Regions from separate parts of the Hordeum vulgare genome. Here region 1 is linked to region 2. The links are chromatin contacts, called in public Hi-C maps. All regions are on one chromosome and are shown on one strand. The core of a region is the stretch at or near the end of the contact, and the rest is flanking DNA. Distances in the headings are between cores, read along the strand shown.

Evidence for each region. A called contact is a pair of places that touch in the nucleus more often than the background predicts.
Region 1: a contact with region 2 is called in a Hi-C map of leaf, with 5 times the contacts expected there. The contact joins the promoter of LOC123404156 here to the promoter of LOC123401314 in region 2. A contact is called at or near these places in 5 of 6 Hi-C or Micro-C datasets (leaf, seedling and an unstated tissue) and 1 of 1 datasets of contacts at active chromatin or transcription factors (embryo).

What each region holds. Positions count from the first base shown.
Region 1 is chr6H:458,400,329-458,405,587 of MorexV3_pseudomolecules_assembly, forward strand. It overlaps LOC123404156 (transcription factor EAT1-like), which reads right to left and starts at 2,871. Exons shown (of 3, transcript XM_045098074.1): 1 at 895-2,871; 2 at 1-125. The coding sequence starts at 1,764. It overlaps LOC123404157 (a long non-coding RNA gene), which reads left to right. Exons shown (of 5, transcript XR_006611672.1): 3 at 1,278-1,370; 4 at 1,479-1,594; 5 at 3,286-3,999. It overlaps LOC123402456 (cell division cycle 20.2, cofactor of APC complex-like), which reads left to right and starts at 4,811. Exons shown (of 6, transcript XM_045096382.1): 1 at 4,811-5,045; 2 at 5,151-5,259. The coding sequence starts at 4,905.
Region 2 is chr6H:458,154,667-458,160,538 of MorexV3_pseudomolecules_assembly, forward strand. LOC123401314 reads right to left here and starts at 4,099. Exons shown (of 4, transcript XM_045095094.1): 1 at 3,364-4,099; 2 at 1,505-1,713; 3 at 725-1,402. The coding sequence starts at 3,575.

The DNA.
Region 1 (5,259 bases), core at 1,621-4,120, 240 kb after region 2:
TCCAACTTAAGTCTCTTCATCCTATGTTTGGTATCGCCTTCCACCAAGCTCGTCAGTTCCTTCAATGTTCTGTTGAGCTCATTGATGTATTCAATGGCATCTCCAACTATAGAGGCTCGATCATTCTAAAGAAAAATATTGACCCATAACATCACATTCATGAGAAATACAAGAAGTGCACACAATTTGAAAAGATTTTCTCATTATTCTGTTTTTCTTATTTGCCTTAAATAGCCTGAAGATACCTCTTAAGGATCTGTACGGTTGGTAATAAGGTAATGACAGATATCAACTCTAATGCTGGATATGTTAAATCAAATCCCATCTCATGTATAGAAGATTATTTTTCTGCTTCGCAACTGTCTTATCTTCAGTTAAGCAAAAAGTGTCAGATCCTAAAATTTTAGCATGGAAATGTATTTATGCTGCATAAACTAAAGAATCACATTCGAATTTGTTGTCTTTGGATACTAATGATCTATGCACATCAATTTATCAACTAAATTCACCCAGAACTCCAGTAATCACCTACAGAAAGGTCCAGTATACACTTCCCCAACATAACTTATGTCATCTAATGTGGAACTTATATTAGGTGGACTATTTTAGCTAGGGAACTTTGTAAAAGCTTGCTGGTGATGAGAACATAATGTTTTTTAAATAAAAAGTTCAGATTTGTTTTGACCTCCTAAGATGCCAGTGGTAGTAGTTCTTTCTATACTCTTAGAAAACACTGTTGGCTTCATACTGAAATGGTGCCACATCTGGAAACCAATAAAGTTAGTGAATTTTGTAGAAATTCATGTGATTATTTCCCGTTTAAATGATTTATCTGTAACTGTGAGAACGAAGAATCATTTAAAATCTTTATTAGAGAAGATGTGTTGAACAAACCTTCGTAGGGCTTGGGAGCAGTGATCTTAAAGCCCCATATTTCACATTTATCTGCTCCCTCCTCTCTTTTTCAGTTGCAAAGTTAGCTTTTGCCTTGCCAAAGCCACCTTTCTTACTTCTTCCCAGTTTTGGACTACCAAACTGCCTTCCGTCTATCTCTTGGAGAATATTTCCTGCAGCCCCTACTACCCCCATCGTCCGATCTCTCTCATCATCACTGGAGAACAGCCCAAAACTTTGTGGAAGTGAATGATAGAGATCCTTGAACAGGTGAGATTGATTACCATTATATTGTAATGGTAGAGTTGAATCACCGAGCATCATCCCACTGTCATGAATTGCTCTTCCCAGAATCTCATTGTTGATGTCCAATTGGTTGCCAGCATTCTGCCCTGGATCACCAAAGATATGTTCCGTCGAAGGGAATGCAGTAGTCATACTGTACCTTGGGATCTGTAGAAGATTTAGGAGATCAGGTGCAGCTGTGTGATCACCATCTGGATATGATGCAGCATCATAGTCATCCATTTGTTGTTGAATTGACTGTTGGCTGATGATATGATTTTGGGTACTGAACATTGCAGGTACCCAATTTGAAGTTTCTACCTGGGTCTCTTGTATCATGTGGCCGTGAAGATCCTGATCCATGTCAAATTCAGCCCGGTGTTGGATATGGTTGATTGTCCGTGCAGGCTCAGAGGTAAGATTCGTTGGATTGCATATATCATCTATGAAAAAGGAGGGACTGTGAAAATTTCCTTGCTCAATCTCTGTATTGTCACAAATAGAGTCCAGGGAATTGTGAATCAATGATCCTGCCACGAGAATAGCATCTCTGGAACCATCAAAATAACCTCCCTCAGCAATCATTTTGGCCTCTGTTGCCTTCACTCAATATCTGAAACAACAAAAGTTAGGATCCAAGGAGCCTCAAAGATGTATCTTAAAGCAGTACAATTTTTTGGGAAAAGGAACCAAATGGAAGAGACAAAGCTGATGAACAGATGACACAGTAGCATGTTAGAAGTGATCAACTGAACTAGCTTGGATCTAAAATAGAGAAAATCATTGGTTCAAGCACACATATTTAGGAGAAGGGCTACTCAACTTGAATGAAACAGACAATCTGTTTGTTAGATAGAGAAGGCTGCAGCTCGCCTTGGTCGTGTTGGTTGTTCGGAAGAAAGCAAAGACGTGGGAGTTTATGCTAGGCATCTAGTTGCCTCATTTTTCGATGAGGAGAAGCTGTATTAGCACACTGGATGAGACATGAAGCCTCTTTGCTTCCCTGAGACCCAACAAACTCCAATGTGTCTTTATTGGTATCGTACTATAAATATTAATCTTGGTAGCTTGTGCTTCAACTACCTTAACCTTACCAGTTAATAAGGAGAGACTAGTATAAAATCATGGGCAGTGACCAAAATATCCCTTGTGTTGCCGTAATTTTCTCAAAAAGTGCAAGAAATCAGAAGTTGTTGAAGGTGTTTCAACTTATAAAGCTAAAAGTAAGTTGTCTGAACAAAAGGCAGAACATCGTGATCCCATTTTTCAAGGATAAAATATTTTTAATTCTTTAAAAGTAGGGGTGACGTGTGTCTTGACAGTAGCACTGAAAGCTTGAAGAGAAGAGATGTGAAGAGAGCATTACCAAGATTAATTCCTTTTGACAGATCAAATAAAGGAAATGTTGCTCAGAAACTAATAGGTCAAAAGCATCCTTGAGAACGAGCTGGGGTGCTATGCCAATAATATGTAGGGACTAGAGAAGACTGTTTCAGAACTAGGAAGCAAAATGTAACTGGCATGTGAAGGAGTGAAGGCATGAAAGCAACAATTTGGTCTTCATGTAAAACTTATGAGTATATAACAGAACACGTCAATTCGCAATCATCTCCTAATTGTGTCGTCTGAACAGTGCAAGGGAGGTCAAACCGTCAAAGCTAAGGGCTATCATATCTTCATCATTAAGAAGAGAAGACCTTAAAGATGGGAAACTCACACTCTTTGAACTTGGCATCTTTGCTGTTACTCATTCCAGCCGGAAGTTGGGAAATGCAAGTCATGCCTTCTCCATTCCTCCGTATTTTATGCATGTACCGGTACACTTCGCTAGGAGAAAAAACTGTACGACTACTTGAAAGATTGGAGAATTTAAAGCTGAGCATCATCCTGCATCTGAGGAGACATACAATTTCAAGTGCATGCCTGTGCTTGTACACCATACATATTTTTTTATCGAGAAACGTTCTTCATACATTAGGCTCATCGCTGGCGGATTATCACATTTCTGGAAGCCCTTGTTCTGTTCCATATAATACCTGTACTAGGAATTGAAGTTCACATCTGCTGGAACTAAACACACATGTTTTGTCTGAATTTCTTCTGCAGAAGTGCGTATCACTGAATCATACAGCCGCTCTCAAAGTCATCTAACGGAGTACACAACAAGACAAAGGAACTACCCTGGCTGTCTGGTAACGACATTGTTATCCTATCTTTTCGACTAATCAGGAGCCAAGATGGAGGGAGCAGGAGCTCAACCTCCATGTTTTGAGTGGCTTTGTACCCGTGAGAACTGAGCGGTCTGTTCATGGTCAGTCATGGGATGGATTGCCCGCCAGTCGATGCAGATTGTATAATTCTTTTTCCCTTCGGTAATACTGATTGACCTGAAGGAAGAGATTTCATGTGCTATGCTAGGTCGTCAACGGATTCTTCCGTGAGCACCCCCTAAGGGCTTGTTCGTTTAATCCCTTCGCCAAGGGGATTGGAGAGGTTTGAAGGGGATTGGGAAGGAATTTGACTTATAGGCGATGTAATACCTTACAATACAATTTAACCCCCCTCAAACCCAGTGCAACCGAACAAGGCCTAAGGCGTGGTACCATCGGTACGGTTGGTGGACTCTCCAGTCGCTGAACTCGCTGCGTCGACATGAGACTCGTTTCGGATCCGATGCTTGAAAAGCTTGTAACGAAGTTCAGGTAGAAACAAAGCAAAAGGGCTGTAGTGATTCTGGATGCTGTCCTTGTACCCACTACTGCTTGTACCGTAGCGCGAGAATATTCTTGTGAAGAAAAGCAATTTCCTGTTTCTGGATTTTGGACTGGATGCCAATGCATGTGCAGTTAGGCACGAGTTAGTCATGGGCATGCTGGTTGGGACATGTCGCCGAAGTTCTGAAAAAAAGTCACCGAAGTTTTATGACAGTTTGTTTAGAAAGTCAGGCTTTCCTTGAGCCTTCGTCCTAAAGAAAAAGGCAACCGAAGTTCTGGCTGCTGTACTCGGCGAGCAAATGGTTTCTATCCCCCCCCCCCCCCCCCCCCCCCCCACACACACACACCCCAAAAAAAACGGAGGGTAGATGAGAATCATCAATGCACTAAAAGTGTGTAAACTTTCTTCGTACCATCATATGATTTGCAACCACAGACGTCGTGGCGGAATACTATGATATATTTAATTGATACCAAATTAACCTAGCCATTTTTTTCGGTAAACAATAAAACCTTGACTACTAAGATTTAGCTACTTTTTTTTTTTAGAAAACACTAAAAATATCTAAAACTTGACCACTAAGTTTTAGCTAGTTTCTAATTTTGAAGTGACGAAAGCTATTTTTAGAAACCCTAAATCTTGGGCCGCTCAAAAAATCGGGCCGCGCAGGAAGGAGGAAGGCCCATAGAGCCCAAGCACCAACCCTAATACGGTATACCGTGGGCAGCAACGGCTCTAATCTCTGTCCCGTGGGGACTAGCCGTTGCGTCCGCCCCCGCCGCCGATTCCCTACAAATACAGCTCGCAGTCAAATCCCTACACCTCACAAGTCACCGAGCAATCCGTGGCTTTCTCCTCCCTCCCTCCCCCCCCTCTCGTGCTCGCCGCCGCCGCCTCTCGTTCTAGCTCTCGAAAGATCCCCGTTTCTCGTCGGCGTGCTGATTTGATTGTTCTTCCTGTTGCGATTTTCTGCTGTTTGTTTGTTTGTTTGTTTCTTGTTTCTTCTAACCATGGACGCAGGCTCCCACTCGATCTCCTCCAGCAAGAGCAGCGCCGCCGCCGTGCAGCGCCCGCCGCTCCAGGAGGCCGGCTCCCGCCCCTACATGCCACCGCTCAGCACCACCTCGCGCAACCCGTCGGCCAAGTGCTACGTAAGTTGCTTGCTCCGGCTCGCAGATTCCGTGTGCGCACGAGCTGTTCGATGGAATGCCTAACATGGCGTTCTTCCTCTTCTCTCTGTGTGTGTGTCTCTGCAGGGAGACAGGTTCATCCCGGACCGGTCAGCGATGGACATGGACATGGCGCACTACCTGCTCACGGAGACCAAGAAGGACAAGGAGAACGCGGCGGCCATCGCGGCGTCCC
Region 2 (5,872 bases), core at 2,849-5,348:
AGAACATATACAGGTGGGTCGGCAATGCGGTATTTAGGTGGATCACAGAAACAAAAGTGCAAAACTCTCTTGGGCACTTGGTATAACCTACCAAGTCTGGATTGTGTTTTAAAGAAGATATGTGGGACTATGTGATTAGATACCAATGTTCTGGCCACAAGCCACAGCATCTGCACAAACCAAACGTTCGTGACACCATCTTTAAGAAAGAAAATATATGCAGATCTATAAGAAAACATTGGGTAGACTTCAGCTGTTAGCTGCACCTTTTGACACTTATGATCTACAATGCCATAACAAGGAGGAGGATATCAGCATGAAAGGCTATCTAGTTCTCCGACTAAATCCATTATGCAGTGAATTTTATTAGACAGGAAGCCTAATGTGGCAGACATGTAGGCGTCATGTTGCCTAAAACCATATTGAAATGGTCAAAAAACACTTTAAAATAGTCAGCCGGGGGTATTTTACCTGGGTTTGAAAGTCGGTGATTATATTTGTCTGGTTTTATTGTTCAGGTGGGTAATGTGCAGTCAGGAAATACATGTTTTCCTTTGTCAAATTTGATTTGGATACTTTAATACTATATAACTATAAAATGTTGATAGCATGTACGCTGAGTGGTGCAAAATTATCTGTTACCATATTTGGCAATGTGATTTCACATACAGCCCTACTGCTTATTACTTAACAACGAAAAGAGGGAAGTTAATAAGACACGTACTTTGCAAAAGCTCTGCGTCATCTTCTGTTTCACTTTCTGAGCATTCCCTCTCTGAAGACTCAGATACATGTTTCTCAACAAAGTCTGAAGATGTATGTTCCTCAGAAGAATAATCTGGATGCTGAAGATAACTTTCGGTGTCAAAATCGGCTCCGGTAGAAACCATTTGAGCAGAAGGTAAATCACTATAGCTATGAGTTTCACCAGAATCACTAGGCAGGTATGCATATCTACTTCTTTTAGCCCGATAGGTGGCAGGTGACGGATCTTTATCTCCCCCAATTAAGATAGCCCCATAATCATCATTGTGCGGCGAGTGCTGCGTCAATTTTGCACTGCTCTGAAAGACTTGAACAAGTGGTCGGTGTCTGTCACATTTTTCAATAGATTCAGCGAAATCGCTTCCATCCGATCTATTCTTTTTCACAATTGTACAATTCTCCTTGCTCTCTAAACTTGCTCCTCCCTGAATATGTCTCACATGGGATAAGTCCCCAATGTGGTTACTGATGAGATTCTCTGAGGTGTCCTGCAACTCTGAAAAGTTTATCTTCGAACCGGCATGGAGAAAATACTGATTGGCTTCTTTTTTTGCAGGAAGAGCAGATACATCTTTTCTTTTCCTCTTTTTGCTCTTGTAGCGAGTGCTTCCAAGGTCTTTGCGATGTTTCGTGCAAGCTGCATTTCATGTCAGCTAGGTTATCGTATCCATACATCCCATTTAAGTAACTAAAGCATGAAAAAAGGTTATTTAACGTTGTCAATCTAAAGAGGGTGTACCAGAAAAGTAGGCAGGTCTGAAACCTTGAGTCTGATGCAGTTTCCTCTCCAATTCAAGGGCATGAAGAATAGCATCTTCTCTCCGTGCATATTTCTCTCTTTTCTTTGAAACAGTCCCTTGAGTAGCCTCTGCCCTCTCAATGCAGGCATCGAACTCCCCACACCTAAACGCTTTAACCCGCTTTGATTTCTCAAGGTTGTACCAGTCACTGTGAAAAAATAAGAGGATGGGAAGTTTATACAAAATGAAGAATTTGCCATAACTTAGATACTTTGAAGATTTGGAAAGACAAATTTACACTAGTTGAGTACATGGGGAAAGAACATACAATATAAAGCCTATTAATTCCTGAAAAAACAGTCCCAACGAAATACAACTGGAAGCTGAGCTCAAATTGTAATAAATATGTGGCTGCTATTCAGAATACAGATTAGCAAGATAACTACTTCGCGACTTCTCAAGAAATATGCTTAAGAGTAACTGGCAAAATATTAAATGTACTATTTCACTTGAGCAGAAGATTAGTAAGTTTCCCTCCCTCCTGTTTGGTTTCGACAAAACTACCGTTTTCTGTGAGATACGCGAAAAATAATATCAATTGATTGTTTCCTACAAACAAAATCAAGGAACCAAACATAGAAACAACTTAAGAACCGTATAATACATAATCAAAGATAATTCAGGCGCTTCAGAAAATAAGGGGTGCAACAAATTGACATCACAGCATTTTAAACCTTTTTTTTGTGTTCATTCAGCCTTCGCCCTTCATAAAACAAATATTTTTCACTAAATACCTAACCACAGGATACAATTAAAAACAGCCGTGCAAGTTCCCCAAAAAAGAACAATTTAATGGTTTGAATATGCAACAACTCTGTAAGGGAATCTACAATCGTTGGCGCTTAAACAGGAAAAGAAAAATACAAGTGTCTCTCTTCCAGTGCTAAGGTGCAAACCGCCGTGCAAGTTCCCCAAAAAAGAACAATTTAATGGTTTGAATATGCAACAACTCTGTAAGGGAATCTACAATCGTTGGCGCTTAAACAGGAAAAGATAAATACAAGTGTCTCTCTTCCAGTGCTAAGGCGCAAACCACTGCCCCTATCCATGATTAGAAACATACTAGTTCAAAAAGGCGTGCCTAGGTTCTAGGCGATAGCAAAACGTCTAGCACTTAATTGCACTTAATGTGCACATAATTGCGCTTAAGCATGCGCTTTGGTCAGAAGAACACAAGGCGCTGGCAAAACGTACAATTAATGCCTAGCGCTCTTTTTAACTTTGATTAGAAATATATTCACACAAAAAACACGATTAGACATAGCGGTTCTTGTCTTTTCTCATGCGGAAAAGATCGCACAGAGCTCGTGGCAAGATTTTGCGCCGATGCCGCATCAAACGCTAGGAATTGATGACGCAACCGCCGATCGGCTGGGAAATGTTCCCTGGCACCCTCTCCTAGCGCCGGGCGTTGGAAATGGCCTAATGTATCATGTGAACAGATCAAAATTTCATCTCAAAATGCATGCACAGACAGCAAATAAGCTGGTACCGAGCTTAACAGCGAGCATGAAAAAACAGATTTCCGGGTACAATCAGAGGCGGAGCCACCTCCCAGGCTCCTCGAACAAAACTTGATTGGGGTTATAGCATGATTTAGGATTCAACTAGCTGATTTCATGGACAAATGCTACTCTTAATGATAGCAGTTAGACTCTGCCTAGGCATTGTTTCTTCCATCAAAGTTCCAAACTCAGCGTCCTAAATGCAGCATCAGAAACAACTGGTAATCGAACTTAACAGGGCGTCTTCTTCTTCTTGAGAAGAAAACCAAAAAGGCAGGAGAGTGGAAACTTACACGCTGGCGTCCTCGCGGCCGAGAAGCTTGACCGGCGTGCCGGACCTTGGGGACATGATCTGCGACGGCGGCAGCTCGTCTTGGCCCAGGATCCTGCCGGGCCACCAGGAGCCGTTCCTCCGGCGCACCCACACGATGGTCCCCGGCGAGGTGTCCCCGACGCTGCAGCAGGCCTCGTCCGCGTCTCCTCCTCCCTCGGAGCCTCCCCCCATCCCGCCCCGCCTCCCACCGCCAGGCCAAACCCTAACGAACTAACCGCGCCTCCTCAGCCCGCTTCTAGAAGCTTCCCTCGCCCTCGAGATCTGCCTTCCATTCAAGTCACGGAGGGCGCCGGCATCCGGGAGGCGCCCTCCCCGGCGCCTCCTCAGCGCGGCAGGTTCGGCCGAGATCGCGCTGCGCTCGCCCCCGCCCCGCCTCCGGCAGCTTCTAGAAGCTTATCCCGCGGGGCTCCTGGAGCCGCCTCCTCGTCGCCGTCGCCGTCGCCCTCCCTCTCCTCTTCTCTCCTCCACCCTCGGCGGGGTGGGGCCTTGGCGGTGCGCTGGCTCGAGGCCGGCACGGCGGACGGCTCCGGCGCGGCTCCGGAATGTGTTTCTTCTCGCTCCTCGTTCTAGAAGGAAAAAAAATTAAAGAAAGTGGGAAATAGAAAGGTGTTCTTTTCTCTTTTCTTTTGGAGCGGTTTGTTGTTCTTGGCTGGTCTGGACCGCGTGGAGGGGGGGAAATGTGGAAGGGAAAAGAGACGGCAACCGACGCGCTGGCCTGGCTGGTCGAGTCGAGCCCGGGCACGGAAACCAGGAGCGGCGCCAGCGCGCGAGGAGGTATCTATGGGTCATTCAACCGTGTCCGTATATGTTTCAAACGTGATTTGAATATGAATCAGATATTTTCCATGTAAACATTCAAATCAGATAGTAATTTTTATGTAAATCGGATAATTTCCATATAACCCAGATCAAAATCTTTATATTTTCAACATATTTCAACTAATAAAAGTGGGCGAGACTTTTTTAACCTATAGTCTAAATGATCGTCCGCAGCGACAGCGTCCGTATTCCACATCTTGTTTTTGCATGTCCGGTAAGCTCATCAGCCTTGAGCCCCGGAAAGTTAAGTTGTGCACAGGAAGGGGGGTAGGATATGGGGTGTGGCCCTCGTGGGACCCAAGCCATGGTGACGCTCCATGTCCTCTTCTTTTTTGTCGGAATTAGGCTAGTCGACGGCGTTGGTCGTGGATGGGACGTCCTCACTGTCATCACCATCGACTGAAGGAGCACAAGGCAGTCGTTGTTGGGAACGTCGGATGCCATGATGATGATGAGGAGGAGGACATTATTTCCAGGGCGGCGCAAGGTGTAGGGCATTTGATGGCCGGGTCCTTCACATTTCTCCACGTGATGTTGCATAGGATGTCACCTCCGGCAAGGTCTCCGTAACGAGCAGGTTTGGTCGACAGTGGCGAGGAGCACGACTCTGCGTGATGGAGGTGAGGACATGGTTGTGGGATCCGAAGTATGTCTAGGGTATATTAGACTACTTGACCAAATAAAAACTTAGTTTTTCCTCAATTTTAGTTGTGGGTAAGGTTTAGCAATTGCTGTAAATCAAGCACACCCTACACATGCAAGTCTAAGAGTATAACAGCGGAAAGTAAAGTCATGCACATGTAAATAGAGGGTAGGGATAGGAAGATCAAATGCAAAGGTTGACTCGGCGATTTTTGGCGTGGTTCCGATAGGTGGTGCTATCGTACGTCCACATTAGTGGAGACTTCCACCCACGAAGGGTAACGGTTGCGCGAGTCCATGGAGGGATCCACCCACGAAGAGTCCATGAAGAAGCAGTCTTGTCTATTCCACCATGTCTTACGTCCACGAAGGACTAGCCTTACTCGGGATAGATCTTCACGAAGTAGGCGATCTCCTTGCCCTCACAAACTTATTGGTTCAACTCCACAACACGAAGTAGAAGGCTCCCAAACGACACCTAACCAATCTAGGAGGCATCACCCTTCAAAAGGTAATATATGCGGTAGTACGATGAACTCCTTCCTCTCGTGCTTCAAAAGATAGTCTCCTCAACACTCAATCACTCTCTCATAGATTTGGTTTGGATAGAAGAGATTGATTGGGTGGAAAGAAACTTGTGGAGGCTAGAGATCAAGTCTCAAATGGATGGATTGGAATATCTTGATCCCAACACATGAGTGGGTGGCTTTCTCACAGAAAAATGGATATGGCAAGTGTATGCGTATTCTGCATGCTTCCTCTTCGAATGAGAGGTGGTGGATGGGTATATATAGGCATCTCCAAAAATCCAACCATTACAACATTATTGCCCAACTCGGTGGCACCAACTAGTGCAAAATGTGGCAACTTTTGTATTCTCGATGAGATCGATATAGGAATCTTGGTGGTGCCGATATGGGTGACCTAGGGCAGTTTTCAAATCTCGATGAGACCGATTCCAAAACCCAGAATTTATGGATTCTTAAAAATGGCATACAAGAAGTTGG